Regions from separate parts of the Mus musculus genome. Here region 2 is linked to region 1. Evidence: chromatin contacts called from public promoter capture Hi-C data. All regions are on one chromosome and are shown on one strand. The core of a region is the stretch at or near the end of the contact, and the rest is flanking DNA. Distances in the headings are between cores, read along the strand shown. Region 1 holds the start of Map3k7cl (Map3k7 C-terminal like). Region 2 overlaps Gm32925 (a long non-coding RNA gene).

The links. Promoter capture Hi-C pulls out the DNA fragments that hold promoters and counts their contacts.
Region 2: a contact with region 1 is called in a promoter capture Hi-C map of embryonic stem cells, with 2.7 times the contacts expected there. The contact joins the enhancer-like site here to the promoter of Map3k7cl in region 1. A contact is called at or near these places in 9 of 39 promoter capture datasets (the C10 cell line, the HPC-7 cell line, embryonic stem cells and 4 more), 1 of 484 Hi-C or Micro-C datasets (bone marrow-derived macrophages) and 2 of 9 other capture datasets (adipose tissue and liver).

What each region holds. Positions count from the first base shown.
Region 1 is chr16:87,551,424-87,556,201 of GRCm38.p6, forward strand. It overlaps Map3k7cl (Map3k7 C-terminal like), which reads left to right and starts at 1,907. Exons shown (of 5, transcript NM_144854.2): 1 at 1,907-2,172; 2 at 4,479-4,587. The coding sequence starts at 4,518.
Region 2 is chr16:87,781,753-87,786,530 of GRCm38.p6, forward strand. The region is part of intron 4 of Gm32925 (a long non-coding RNA gene); the gene reads left to right. Among named protein-coding and RNA genes, the nearest start is that of 2810407A14Rik, 45 kb to the right of the region's middle. Within about 2 kb of position 2,844, at least 76 of the 459 cell types and tissues checked have an H3K27ac peak or open chromatin away from gene starts, as enhancers often do. A contact at or near this core is called in adipose tissue, where this site is marked.

The DNA of each region.
Region 1 (4,778 bases), core at 657-3,156:
TTTCAATTTATAGCATCAGGCTCAGACAGAGCATATTTAGACTATCTAAGTAAGAAAAATGAGACATTTTAAAATTTATGCTTTACTCAGTGTTGTCAAATTATCCTTTGTTGAAGTCTTTTCCACTGTAGCATCTGGCAGACACCTCTCTCTCTCTCTCTCTCTCTCTCTCTCTCAGGCATCTTTGATCTTGGAAGGGGCAGCCATGAGTGTTATAGCCCGTGTCCTGGGAAGCCCCCAGGATTACTGACATGAGTCTGGGATACAGAGATGATGCCTCTGTCAGGTACATGATCACAGAAGGAGATGCGTTCCATGTATTTAATATGAACTGTCACTTTAAGAAAGGTCTGTTTTTCATCCCTAACTCCAGATGCTAGCAGTTACTGATAACTGTAGCAACATCAGTGTCACCACCAGCCCCTCTCAAGGCAGGCCTAGGGGCCTGATGTGGGAGTCCCTAAAGATATGGTATTGCCTTCCTTTTCATTGTTTTGGCGAAGGACTTAAGAAAGTAAACTTGTAAGTCTGAAAGATGAATTTGGTCTCTCATGGCTTCAAAGGCTACACTTGGTCCCATTGCCTTTGGGCCCGTGGTGAGGCAATTTATCATGGAGCACGTGATGTAAGAAAACTGTACCCATCAATACATCCAGAGAGCAAAGAGAGAGTAAGAGGAGGGGGCTGGACGCTAATATCTTTAAAGGCATACCTCCAGTCACCTAAGTGGGACCCCCCTCACCCCAAAGTTTCCATCACTTCAAAGTCATGCTGTGGACAGCAGAGCAAACCTTCCATGCATAGGCCTTTGGATGGCATTTAAAATGCAAGACACAATTACTGACTTGCATTCAGCACATAAATGATGCACTACTTTGACTTCTTTGAGGCTGAGTGTATCACCCAGGATTGTCATGTGAACCTGGATGCTAGACCATGGAACAGCCTGCCATTGATGGATCACATGATAAAAATATGTTTGGTTTAGTAAGAAATGATCAAATTGTATTCTAAGGTTCTTTTATCCTTTTGTATTCCCACTAGAAGTGAGGGAGAGCTAGCATTCTTCTCCATATGTACTTCATCGCTTGTGTTGGGATGTGAGCCCTGGGAACGGGTGCCAGGCAATGCCCCATTATTTCTGTCTGTGGCTCTCTACTGACATGAAAGCCAACCATCTTTCCATAGGTTTACTGGCTATCTGTTTACCTTTGCTGAAAAGTGTCTGTTGAGAACTCTCGACCTCTCCCCCTTCCTCCTCCTCACTCCCCGACTGGACTGTTTCCCCTCTGTCCAGTTTTAAGTTTTCTTCCCATATTTCGGATTCCCCTGTGCATTTCGCAAATATCTCCTTTCAGTTTGTGGCTTTGTCTTTGCATTCTCTTAACGTTATTTATGTTTAACTCTTTAACCTTAACGTCATGGTTCAGTTATTTTTAAATACCCAAGGCATCCAAGTTTAACGACTGTGAAGAGAAGTCGAAGGGATCCCGATGTTCCCGGTTGACCACTGACCCCTTTGGTGAGCGACTGCCGTGGTAGAGCGGATCAAGCCATCAAGCTCAGGACCAGCTCAACCTCAAACCTCACCTTCTTAATGGGATCATCACTGCTACGTTCCAAGAGGCAGCCAGTGGCCTGTCCAAGTTGGCTGGGTCTAGCTGAGCTGACATTTTTGCTGACTAGAGTCATGCTATCTTTGCCAGTTCGCTGGAATAGACGCAGACACGGATTGGGTCACCACGAAGACATTCCTGTCTTGTGAAGCAAGTCTGTTTGTATTTTAGGTTTGCCAGGACTAATGAATTAAAACATTTGGACGCTCTACAGCTTGCTGTTTATCAATGCTTCTGACAGGAGGAGGGTTTTTCTTTTGCTCTTGCTTTTTCTAGAAACATGACAACATCCTGGCTGTCGGAGTGGCAAGGAAAGGAGAGAGGGGCTATGCGAGGAAGCGGAACAGGGAGGTCCCGTGGGATGGGACAGTGGGGTCCGGGGCAGAGCAGGTAGTGTGCAGCCTGGGCAGCTGTCTCTGCTCCTCAGAGTGTCGGTGGCTGCTATGCAGCAGGTGCAGACTGCTCTCTCGCTGAGTCTTGACTGCACAAACTCAACGACTGGCCAAGGCAGTGGCTGGCCCTGGATTACACAAGCGCAGACTCTCAACTAAGTGAGGTAAGGCAGCAGGTGTGAAACCCAGCTAACCGCTCTGAGCACGGGCAACTTAACTGAGGCTCCGTTACAGTGGCCGGAGAAGGACCCAGCAGCTGCTTTCCCCGGGGAGGTGCGATGGAAAGGCAAGTTGTGGATGCTGTGTGGCACTCAAAATCTACCGGATCTGGACATCACCCTTTTCAAGACAGACAGGCAGATATTTTCTGTTGTCTTGCCCTTAGCTGTGTTGATCGATTTCATTCCTCTAGCTGGAAGCCAGAGCAGAGGTTTAGTAAACCCAAGAGGCAGATTCCCGTCTCCTGTGCTTCATTTGTTGATGCGGGAAAGTGGAAAGGGATGTGTGCACCTGAAGAGGCGCGAGCTTCCCATCCCTAGAAGTCACACTCAGGCAGACTGCGCACTATAGGTCTCCCAGAAGTAAGACTTTCCCTCTCGGCTACAACTCTCGGAGCTTCTGCTTGTTTTGTTCAACTTGAGACCATCTGTGCTCTTTCCTCAGAAACAGGTGGTTCCGAGAATACTGATACCAAGCAGAAGAAACTACACACAAATGTGCCAGAGGGTTGGTTTTGTTTTTTTTGTTTTTTTTTTTTTTGAAAAGCAAGAAGTCCCGTGTTAAGTCATAGCCATTTCAGGATTCTGTCCTTTTGTAACATAAAGTTATGTTGTCATGGTGTGTAGAATGTCCAGGGCCCAGAGCTATTGTGAGGAGTAACTTGGGCGCAACAGAATTCTAAGTGGCTCATAAACATTTGCTGTGCTTTTAAGCTTTGCTGGATGGCTAATAGAGGCCCGTTTTCTTTCAGGATGGTACCTCAGATGGTTCACAATGTATCTACATCTGAATGCACATATACAAATGTAGGCCCTGAACTTGCCCACACAAGTAATTGTAAAAACAAACCCCAGTGTTCTGGATACTATTTTTAGACACAGAAAAGCTATGGGAAAGAGAAAAAAAAAACCTGACCATGAGAAAATATTCTGCTACCGCAGTTCCCAGGACCCTGCCAAGGATGGCTAAAGACAGTATTTATATTTTGCCATTTTTGGAGACATTTTCCTTAAAATATCATGCAGGTTTTTTTTGGGTTTCTGCCTACATGAGATGAATAGGAAGGAGAGAGTTTAGAAGAGGCATGACCAAAAATAGAAATGTTAATATGGGATGTTTTCCACATATTGTCTCTAAGTTTATTAACTAAATAATAATAATTTAATAAATAGAGCCACACACTCATGGGATGCCTTTGGGTGTTTGTTTGTTTAAAGGAGGGCTTCATGTAGCCCAAGCTGGCTTTGAACTCACGATTTAGTAAATATTACCTTGGATCAGCTGATCTTGCTCCCTTCCATACATGCTGGTAATTATAGCTGTGTGCCCTATGGCCAAGTTTTGTTTTGGGTTCTAGCCTGCTGTTAAGCGGTGAAACCTTGGGCATAAGTGTTTGATAGATTTCTAGGTCATCAGATAGTTAAGAATGTAATTTTCCTACTACAAATATAATGTGGTGTAAAATGGTTTGGGTTTACCTTAGATAATATTCGTCCTTTACTACCTCCCAAACAACCTATCGTATTTAATTTAGGCTTTGTGTGTGTGCTTGCGTGTCTGCACGGACGTGCAGGTGTGCACATGCACATGGAAGCCACAGGCCAACCTTTGGAGTTATGCCTCTGGTTTGGTCTTCCTTGTTCGTTGAGGCCGGGTCTTTCACTAGTTAGTGGGGCTTGCTGCCAGTTAGGCCAGGCTAGTTGTCCCAGGGGCCTCAGAGATCCGCTTGTCTCTATCTCTCCATTACTGAGGTCACAAGCTCATACTGCCATGCCCCCAGATTTTTACAGGAGAATTGAGCTCAGATCCTTCTGCTGCATGGCAAGCATATTACTGGCTGGACTCTCTCCCCAGCCCCTAGGCATGGAAAAGCAGCTTAGTCTGAGGCCATCTGACAGTCTACTAAGACTGTATCATTTTAATATTGTCCCCAATTAAAAATAATAGGCGACCCTCAAAACCAAAATTCAACTGATCAATGGAATGCAATATTGAAACTATGAAATAAGAATTTTTAAACCATGTCTCATTTATTCTGAATGTCTGTTACCGAAGTAATTTTTTTTTTTTTTTTTTTTTTTTTTTTTTTTTTTTTTGCAGAAGAGAAAAAAAAATTAAAATGGACCGGCTATGTACTTACAATGTGGGGAAAGGCAACTTACTAAATCTCCCTTCTTTTTTTCCGAGAGTCTCTGGAGTGTAGGGGTGTGATGCTGGGTAAACTGACAATGGCTATCTTGTGTCCTTGCAGCTGGAAGACCCAGGAGAAGGCCGGGCCTCAGGTGCCCACATGATCAGCACAGCCCGGGTACCTGCAGATAAGCCAGTTCGCATCGCGTTTAGCCTCAATGATGCCCCAGGTACACTTGGCTTCAGGGGAGAGGGCTGCCTCCTACACTTGCCGAATCTTCATCCTATTTGTGATTCCACGGAGAATGTTCAAAATTGCGTGTTTGCATGACCTGACGAGAAAATGTATGATACCCCACCACACAGTTAGATATTCTAGAAGTTCCTTCCACCTCACCACCAAAACTAATTTGGTTGTTTT
Region 2 (4,778 bases), core at 1,594-4,093, 230 kb after region 1:
GACTATAAACACGCACTTGCCTTCTCTGGAAGCTTCTCGAAGTCTTTCCTTGGAAGCCGCACTGAAGGGATGAGGGCAGAATGTGCAATTAATAACTCCACGGAGGGAGGTTAATGTGGTCATCCTGCTTCTGAGACATAAAACTGTCATTGCTTTATTGAGGATGTAATTCAGGCACAAGCTTGCGTTATGACAATATGGCGATTTTAAAAACATTAAAAAAAAAAAAAGGACTAGGGGGAGGAAATACTTAATTTTAATTCTAGGCTGGGTCCTAGATTCTGGAAATGTATTTTCTTCATTTCCTTTTGCTGTGTGTGTGTTCGTGTCCGTGTGTGTGTGTGTGTGTGTGTGTGTGTGTGTGGGAAGAGGGATTAAATTTAGAGCATCTTGGACGCTAGGCTGGCACTTTGCCAGGAAGCTATATCCTCATACCTTTTACAAATTTATTTTGAGAGAGGGCCTTATATAGTGTAGTCTAGGCTGGCTTTAAACTTTGTAGCCAAGGATAGCCTCTAACTTGTGATATCCCCATCTGTGTCTGAGCAGCTGAGATTACAGATATGTGCCACTGACCAGGTCTGTCTCTTGCAAATATATTTTCTTGACTGTTAATTTTTCGTTTCAGACCCTGGGACAAGGGTTTGAGGTGCACATTTTACACACCAAAGCCAACCTGGTCTCCAGGTTCTCCCAGCATCCCTCAGTCTCTACATGGGACACCCTGCCCCCAACTCTGAACTTTTCAGCCTGAGGCTGGGTTGCCCTTTCCCAGAGGCTCTTCCCTATATAATCCAGGCATTTCTTTCCTTCTCTCTCTGCATCTTTCTCTCTCCGCCCATTCTTTTCTTCTTCCCCCCTCTCTTCTCTCTCTCTTCCCATGGCAACTTCCCTGCCCTCCTTCCTCGGGGCCAGTGGACTCACCCAAGAACAGCTTCCCAGCAAACCTGAGTTTAATATAACCTAATCTGGCTTGACTTGTCTGTTTTCACCAGGGGAGAAATAACTTCTCAGTTAAAGAATGAGAAAGGACCAGGCATGGTAGCAAAGGCCTTAACCCTTTAACCACACTCTGGTACTCAGCAGGCAGCAGCAGTTGGATCTCTGAGTTCTAGGCCAGCGAGGGCTACACAGAGAGAACCATCTTGGAACAGACAAACAAACAAACAAACAAACAAAAGCAAAACAGCAACAACAAAGTGTATAACTAGTACTAGCTACCAAATAAACATTGAAAATAAAAACAAAACAAAGGAATAACAAACCAACAGCAAAGAACGGGAAAGGCTAGAGATCAGAACTGAGCGGATGACAGAAGCTCAGAGTTGGATATGGCTGAAGAAAATCTCCTGCCTCACCTCCAGTTCTGAGCTTGTGCTCTCAGACGAGGCCAGACCTCTGGTCTAGGAAGAAAGAGCTGTGGTCCTTTTTAATGCGATTCTCTCATTTCTGAAGAGCCCAGAGTAATTCCAGGCATTAGCCTGCTGTCCCCATCTCACTGCGTGTCCTCAAGGCCTGAATTCTTTTCAATTGCAGTCAAACCACCTGGTTCCTGTGAACCCCAATAAAGGGTGACATAAAAGAGGTGCCTTTACAGAAGCCTGGAGCCCGAACCAACATCCTGCTATCTGCCACACTCCAGCCACCTCAATTTACAAATTCCTTTTTTATTATCCCCTGAGCATCTGGGTCCATGCTTTCAAAGGAGACTGCCCACACCCTTCCAAGGTCCTTGTGTTAGCGCCTCAGTCTGACCCTAACCAGCTAGAAGCATTTTTTCCCACGGAGAATAAAGTTGCTTTTGGTTTATTTCTGATGTCAGTGGTCCTTTCTTCACTATTTGCATTCCCCATGACCCAAATAATTTCTTCCTTCTGTGTCCAGCTACCGGCTCTTTTAGGGTTAGAGCCTGGGTAAGCAGAGGTCAGGATGAAAGAGAAGAGACGGTTTTCCTTGGCTTGTGTTTGTTTCTCTTGGCTGATCATCCATATCGCAAGCTTCTAGACGCTGGCTCACTGCGTCTGTGCATGGGTTCTTGCGAGGACGGTGTGGCAGGAGATGTAATATCATTGGCTTCTCCTAACTCTCTCTATAGCTGTCACTGTGACTGAAGAGTTCCGAGAAGTAGCTCATGCCTGGATTCCCAGAACACATGGGAAAGCTATGTATCCTTGACGTTCTAAACTAGGGCTGTTTCTTCAGCTCGATTCTTCCTCCCATTGAACGGCCATCTTCTATATCCTGAGGTGACAGGCAGGCAGGCACCAGGCTCTATAGTCATACACATTTCTCAACTCTAGTTCCCTGAGGACAGGCTCAGACACTCACGCTTGCACTGCGAGTACAGTCAGCCATTGACTCAGCTGCCCAGCCCTGGAATGTGAGCTCTGGGACTTATCCTTCTCACATGAAAATGTTTCTGGCATTTCTTTTTTTTTTTTTTTTTGTCATAGCAATGAGAAAAGTAACAAAGACAGCGGCCGTTGCGGATGAATATAGATAACTATTTCCATTGGGTTCCAGAACCTCACTCCCACCAACGGAGAAGTGCCCAGCGGTTTCTTGGCTGTACTCTCAGATACTTACTGTCCTCAGCTTGTCAGCTTTTCCTGAGAGTCAGAGACCACAAGGAACAGCGAGTTATAGAACATCCTTTCACCTGCTAGATTTCCAAGTGAGGCAGAGGCCTTGTTAGCCCACGTGATTCCACAACAACCGCTCCGTGTGGGAAAGCTCCTGAAGTGCTTTCTGTAAAGTCATGGAGTTCTGTTTAGCCTTGCTGATGAGGACCCAGACTTCAGGGGAGTGCGCACTTTCAGAAATAACTGGAATGTTGCCTGGTGAGTAACAAGGACTTCCGGTTCCTGGCTCTTCTGAGCAGCGTTTCACACGGGTGCCCCAGCCTGTGCTCACCCAGGTCATGAACTTGCTGATTAGTGCCTTAGTTTCATTCCCGTGGCTACGAGAAAACACCCTGACAAGCACAGAGTTAAAAAGGGAAAGAGTTTATTTAGCTTACAATGACATCAGTACCGGGACATCAAGGCAGGAACTTGAAAGAGCTAGCCACACCCTCTTTGGGAACAGAGAATGGACGTGTGCATTCTCACAGCTCAGCTTACTTTCTCTGTTCTCTTACAATTCAGGATCCAAACCAGGGGCACCGTGCTACCCACACATAGGCTGGGCATTCCCGCATTAATTAACAGAGTCAAGGCATGTCCACAGGCTAACCTACTCTAGACAGTCCCCTACTGAGCCTCTCCTCCAGGAGATTCTAGGTGGTGTCAAGTTGACAAAACCTTCACGGTTATCACTTTTCCAGTCCTTTATTTCTGATCTTGGAGAGACATTCCTGACAACTGTTTGTATTCAGACTTGTCTTAGGGCTTGTTGATTGGACAGACCACAAAAAGGCGCATTGTGTTTTGACAGGGATAACTTTGCTTTAGGGTGAATTGCTAGTTTCTAAGTTTTATTTGGGTTTGGATGGGCGCGTGGGCGGGCACGCATGCGCCAGTGTACACACGCATACACACACACACACACACACACACACACACACGCACGCACGCACGCACGCACGCACGCACGCACGAGTGCTACAAACCCAGGGTGGCACTCCTACTCTTGAAGAGTTTACACGTTGAGAGGTTTGTAACCCAAAGACATCCATTGTCACAGACTTCACAGCTAAGTTCTTTAAAATTCTTTGTAGCTCTTCATATGTCAGGAGGAAGGGCACAGGCAGCAGATGGTTTCTTGTGCAGCAAGACTGTGGGTATCTTCACATTGCCTTCTTCACATCGCCTTCACTCTACTCTCAGGCTATTTTTGGATTCCAGCATGGATCTCTGAGGCAGTGCCCTCACCGTTACAGCCCCGGCTAGAATACATCATTGTTTTGTTTTATTCTGAGAAGGTTTACTTCTATGAGAGCAGACCCAGGAAGAGCACAAAGCTATTATCTCATGTATGGAGGGCAGTGTACGCTTAAGAGTAGAGGGTTCAAATCCTGACCCTGCTGTCCTCTGCCTTTGTGATCCGGAGCTGTTTGCAGCAGCTCTGGTTGTGGGTTTATTTTATAACAGGGGCTAGGTTTCCATTCCTGCAGGTGGAGGCTGTTAGGATCAGATAAGGTGGTACATATGTTATTCTTAGCAGAGTTTCTGGGACATGAATTAAAACTTAAGAAATATTAGTAATTTCTAGTAATGGATAATGATGATGCAAAGGTGTTTGGACTTTCTGTGGAGGCGATGTGGTAGCTGATATTGGCCTGAGTGTGGAGATAACAGAGACCAAATACTGCATTTAAAATTTATCCTTTGAAAATTCTCTACACATATACAAGGTGTCACTATCATTTTTACTGTTTTCATTCTTCCCCTTTAACTCCCCGCTAGGACCTCCTATCAAATCTCCTCCCCAACTTCATCACCTTCCCAAATTCACGTTCTCCTTATTAATTAATCAATTGATTAAACTCCTGAGTCTAGTTCGTGCTACCCATATGTGCAAAGGAGTTCTTATCAGGCAGACCCAAGAATTCGCTGCTCACTTATCCAAACTGAGATATTGGAAGAATTGCAAGAAGGTCCAAGGATTGAGGAACCTTAAGTCTTTAAGGTGATGGGTTGCCTAGGGTCTACCACCTTATTCCAGGACAGATAGACAGAATCAAGTGAAACAGACTTCCATTGAGTGCCAAAGAGCAGAATGTGGCCTTGCCCTGCAGGCACTCCTGTCTTGAACTCAGTAGCGCCAACCAGTGAACA